Linked DNA regions of Cricetulus griseus: region 1 is linked to region 2. Evidence: chromatin contacts called from public Micro-C data. All regions are on one chromosome and are shown on one strand. Each heading gives the region's core, a stretch centred on a gene start, on an enhancer-like site or on the middle of the called end of the contact. The rest is flanking DNA. Distances are from core to core; before and after follow the strand shown.

Region 1 (2,755 bases), core at 209-2,708, 100 kb after region 2:
ATTTCCACCTGTCAGAAGGCTGTCCAAGGTCTTGGCCACTGAGAAGTTTCAAGTATTTTACCTGTTGAGTTCCTGTGTACTATGTCAAGAAGCTGAGGCACATCCGGGAGACTAAAGCAGCCACCACTTAACTGCCTGATGGAAAAGCCTCCAGTGAGATTGAAAACACACAGGACCCCAGGTAATTGAAAACCAGTAAACGTGTGGTCCTCTCTAGCTGCAAATTACACGGGGCCTTCCTGTGGAGCAAGCTCCCATGGAGAAGTATTTGGTCGTGCTTTTTGCATTTGAAGCTGAGCATTTGAGTCAGGAGAGCAGAAAAATTTGCTTGACATTTAACAAAGTGAACAGATGGCAATACTGAGACACCTTAGCAAGATAGCTGGCTGTCCTGAGCAGCCCATTGGTGTTGCAGCCTGGCATGACCATCGGAGAGCTACACTTGCATCAACTGAGTTAATGTTTTCCTTCCTAAAGGAGATTTTACAGGAAAACCTGAAGTGCATGACTTCAAGGTGAGGTATTGTCATAATGCTACAACAGCAGTGTGGCTGTTACTGCACAAATGAAAAAGCAATTTTCATGAATGACCGGAAGGATGACATGATTTCTGCCTAAACTGCCTGCTGGATACTAAAGCTGTCTCAGATAGTCAGAGGAATGCCTGCATTTCTGAAGAAACTGCCTTGTAACTTGAGGTGCTTACAAACCTAGGATGAGGCTGGGTGGTGGTGGTGCATGCCCCCTAGCACTTTGGAAGGCAGAGACAGGCAGATCTCTGAGTTTGAGACCAGCCTGCTCTACAAGAGCTAGTTCCAGGACAGCCTCCAAAGCCACTGAGAAACCCTTTCTCGGAAAACAAAAACAAAAACAAAAAAAAAAACCCAAAAACAACAACAACAACAACAACAACAAAAACCTAGGATGAAATCTGAATGCTCTAAACCCCTCCTATGCCCAGAGAAAGCCAAGGTCTGAAGCCAACACTTCTGGCTGTTTCTGTAGATTTTATCTGTATTCCTCCCTCCATGAAGGAACTATAGGTTTCAGGGAACTGAATTTAGTGGAAGTCTGTAGCGAACTTGATCAGGAGAAGAAAATGCCCAGATTCCTAAACTAGCATATTTCAGCAACAATTCACTTGACCTACATTCTTAAATAACCTTGCTTTTAGAAAGCAAGAAGAGTGTCCTTATGGCCAGAGAGCCAATTAGGAACAGGATTCAGAGTTCAGCATACAAGCCTCTTTCTCCAGTGATCAAGGGTGTCAAGTGGCACATTCAAGGCCATGGAGGAAGATAAAGCTGGAACCCACTTCTATTTCACTATCGCTTTTTTCCCAACACCATACAACCTTGAATTTTAGGAAAAGTTCATTTTGCTGTCTGTGAAATGGGTAGAGCTTTTCCCTAAAGTCAGATACTCCTGAGTTCTTGCTCATCTGCTGCCTCCACCAATGTACTCTCCTCTGCTGCACCCCTGCTGCTCAGCCCAGGAACTGCTTTATTGTGCACCAGCAGGTCCTGGTCTCAGCCTGCTTCAAACTGGAGGTGCCAAAACTGACCTTTTAGAGTCAGCAAGCAGAACAGCTTGTGGGGACAGCAGACCCAGGCTCTCAGAGGCTTGATGGGAACAGCTCCCCCTTGGCCTAACCAGAAAAGTTTGGTAAACAAGCACACAAAGGACTAGCTAGTCACATGACAAGATTTAGACCAGAGAGCCTGGCGGGGCTGAGAAATTAATCTTTCCCTTTGTCTATGTTTTCCTTGTGCTCTCTTCCCCCTTAGGACCTAAGTAAGCTTCTAATAGATTCTCTCACCCAGATTGCTGGGTTCGGAGCCATCACGGGTCTTTTCAGGTGTGTGGGTGGCCATCTTTTTAGGCAGAAAACCTGGCAGGAGCTAAAGCAAATAGCAGAGTCTATGGTCAATAGACCATAGTCTCTGGGCAGTCAAGAGGGGCGTGTTTTGGCACTTAAGCTTAGTCAAGACCTAGAAGATCAAGGATTAGCATCTACGGTGAAAAGAATGTCCCCCATAATTGGCATCTTTATGTTAAGTTTCCATTAAGAACTTCTGTAGATGTTTTAGGAAATTTAGTAACAATCGACTGACCTTTGAGTCTCAAGGCCATGCCTGTAAGCTGTATGGAAAGCCTGCTTAGTCTAGTAAATACACAACCAACAGCATGTAACACTATTTAACATCATAATTCACGATGAATACCAAAAGAAACAGGTCAAAATCCAGGAGATAAATTACTTCACTCAATGCTTGGGTTAAGGCTAAAATCTTGATAGGTGTCTAAAGTGCCTAAATGCAAAACTAATGTTCTAGCCAACTGGTCCTTCCACAATAGATAAACACTTGGCAGGGCCTCTAGGCAAACCAGCAATAACCTGCTCCAGTGTGTTTCCACACACAAAAATAGAAGAAGCCCAAATCTGGCAAATTACTCTGGCTGTTTCTACTACTAGTGTCTCCAAGGTGGAAGGAGTTTGTACAAGATTTGGCCAGCCTCACGAAAGCCATCCCTTTCAAGTTTACCCATCATTCTGCAAAGGCAGTTGGTTACCACCAAAGGCCTGGCCAAATGGTGACACTGCTTTACATAAGGCTTGGGTATGTACCACAAAAAAAAAAAAAAAACAAAACAAAACAAGAGCCAACTACCTCTACACAGCCATCTTTCCAAGCAGGAACCCTGACAACTTCAGCAGTCCCAATAACCCCCATTCCATGTAGCTTCACCTTGG
Region 2 (2,700 bases), core at 96-2,595:
CCTGCACCCTGACAGAACTAGACAAGGACGAGTGGGGGAAGGTATGGGTAACAAGGCCTGAGGAGAACCCTAGGCCAGGCTGGCCAGCAGGGCATAACTTCTGGGGAGCACTGGAGAGCATCTTGGCTCTGAGGTGTTACCAGGGAGTCTGGGGCAGAAGCCTGGCAGGGCTGGATGGCTAAAGAAATCCTGCTGTCTGCTGTGCAGGAAGGGCAAAGACTCCTGGTGAACAGCAGGTAACGTGGTAGCTATGGGGATGAAGAGAGGATGGGGCATGAGGCAGAGGGAGTTAGGGTGTATCACTGAGACCTGACAGGGCTTGTTGGACTGAGGGCGGGAGAAGGGAAACATCCTAGATGCTTGCCAGAGTCCCCAGGACCAAGATGCTGGCATCCTCCAACCTAGACATTGGCTGGGCTCTGCTACTGACCATGGACAGCCCCATTTAAACACACTTCTCTGAGGAACGGTGAGACCTGGAGACTAGCAAGAGCTAGCAGAGCACCTCCCGACCTGCCCACCGGGATGCTCAGCACAGGCTCTGACCTGACCCCTCAAGTGCCAGCTCGCCCATGTCACCAGCTAGCTTCCGCACGCTCACGGCCTCCGAGTCACCCTGGATGTCAGGGACTGCATTCCGACGGCCTGTTCGGTCACAGGAGATGAAGTCCGAGTAGGAGGACTCGACCTCCATCATGCCTGTCGCATCGCTCCTCAGGCCTGTGGGGACAGGAGCAGGAGAGCAGAAGTGAGGTGCTGATATTCTCTGACATAATGACACAACTGCCTTTTCCACCGGAACTGAGCAGAAAGCGCGGGACAAAGGGAACCAAAACCACTGTGGCCCCAGTTAGAGTACTATCCACATCTTCTAGAACAGCACATGGCCAGGTGATGATGACTGACTAATCCCAGTACATGGGAGGCAGAGACAAGGTCTCTGTGAGCACTAAGCTAACCTGGTCTACAGAGTGAGTTCCAGAATGGCCAGGGCTATGTAGAGAAACCTTGTTTTAATAAAGAAAAAAAAGAAAAGAAAGAACATGCGTGAGGGTCAGAAAATGGCTTAGTGAGTAAAGGAGCGTGCTACCACACCCTATGACCTGAGTTCAATCCCTGAAAACCATGTGGTAGAGAATGACTCCTGCAAATTGTCCTCTGACCTCCCCACCCCCCCTCTCTCCCTCCCTCCCTCTCTCTCTCTCTCTCTCTCTCTCTCTCTCTCTCTCTCTCACACACACACACACACACACACATTACATCTTCATTCAAAGTAGCCCTGAAGACCAGCACTTCCAGCTCACCATATCACGTGCCCGGCACAGTCCAGGAGCTACAGAGAGAGCAAAGAACAAGCCAGCACTTTCCCCCACCTCTCAGAGTTTAAAGTTCACTGAATTCAGCATCAAGCTGTCATGATCATGTGTCCAGGGCTTCAAGGGTGCCACAGGGATGGCCAGGACCCAACCAAGACTCGGTCAGGAAATACCATGTCTGTCAACATCCAAGAATGGTGTGGGAAGAGTCTGGGCATGGTGGCTTACACCATGCTGTAATCCCAGCACTCAAGAGACTGAAGCAGGAGGATTGCTCTAAGTTTGAGGCCAGCCTGAGCTGTACAGTTGCATAGTGAGCTCTGGGATAATAGAATGAGACCCTGTCTCAAAGTAACATTTACAAATATAATGAGAGGAAAAGAGTATCCTAAGAAAGGGAACAGAAAGTCTCGAGGCTCTGTTGAAAAACAATGGGGTAGAGCGGAAGAGCAGCAAGGTCTCACAAGAGGGGACAGTGACACCGAGGACAGAGGGTGGACAGAGGCAGACCATATCCTGGACGGTTTTAGATAAGGTCATGAGAACAAGCTGTGCATTTCAAAGACAATTCCAATGTCCAAGCAGAGCAGGGCCTGGATGGAAGTAAGTTAGGAGGGTTCTGGGAGGCCAGGTGTGAGAAGGCAGAGGGATCAAGCAGGCATTGAGACAGATCCTAGACACAACCTGAGGAACAAGTATGTGGGCACTATCTGGCTGAATTTTGGTTTCTGACATGAGTCAGGAGCTGGACAGAGGCATGGCTACTGAAATAGGACCCACAGAGCATTTGGGTACCAGGCAGGTGGAAAGCAACTGTTTACTAGATAGTTTCCTGGCTGGCTTCAAGTTTCCCATGAGCCCTCCAGTGGCAAAGGTGGGGCAGGCGCACAGAGGAGGCTGGAGTGGGAACAAAGGCGTGAAATCAGGAACACTACAGCCCTGTGGTGGACAACACTCAAGAGCAAAGAGAGCCATGGATATCAGGAGGGGACACAGTGACTATTTAGGGATTGTGTCACACATCATATGTACTTGTACATATTGTACATCCAGCCTATTCTTTGGAGCAAAGGCCAGTTTCCCCACCTATAAAATGAAGGTGTGGATAGGTGGTGGTGGTGGGGGGTTTGGGGGAGGAGGAATTCTGTGTAAGGCAGTCCCTCCAGAATCCAGCAGATGGCGCACCGTGTCTAGATTTCTTAGCTGTGGTGAGGGCCTCAGCTAAAGGAATTCCTGGAGGTGGTTCCTTCTGCTTGCTAGTCACTCTGCCTCCAGCTCCCTCTAGGGAAAGTGTTCAAAGCCCCAGTACAGGTAAATGGCTCACTGTAATGGTGATAACACTGTAGTAACAATACAAATGAAAATGCCACCAAGTGTAAAGAGT

The links. A called contact is a pair of places that touch in the nucleus more often than the background predicts.
Region 1: a Micro-C map of the CHO-K1 cell line shows a contact between it and region 2, with 5 times the contacts expected there. The contact joins two enhancer-like sites. A contact is called at or near these places in 6 of 8 Hi-C or Micro-C datasets (the CHK-Q cell line, the CHL-YN cell line, the CHO-K1 cell line and 2 more).

Annotation. Positions count from the first base shown.
Region 1 is chr6:15,896,158-15,898,912 of CriGri-PICRH-1.0, forward strand. Ttpal (alpha-tocopherol transfer protein-like) reads right to left here. Exons shown (of 5, transcript XM_027423491.2): 5 at 1-2,755. Among named protein-coding and RNA genes, the nearest start is that of Ttpal, 15 kb to the right of the region's middle. Within about 2 kb of position 1,459, at least 1 of the 6 cell types and tissues checked has open chromatin away from gene starts, as enhancers often do.
Region 2 is chr6:15,793,611-15,796,310 of CriGri-PICRH-1.0, forward strand. Pkig (cAMP-dependent protein kinase inhibitor gamma) reads right to left here. Exons shown (of 4, transcript XM_027423486.2): 3 at 547-720. The coding sequence starts at 697. Among named protein-coding and RNA genes, the nearest start is that of Ada, 31 kb to the left of the region's middle. Within about 2 kb of position 1,346, at least 1 of the 6 cell types and tissues checked has open chromatin away from gene starts, as enhancers often do.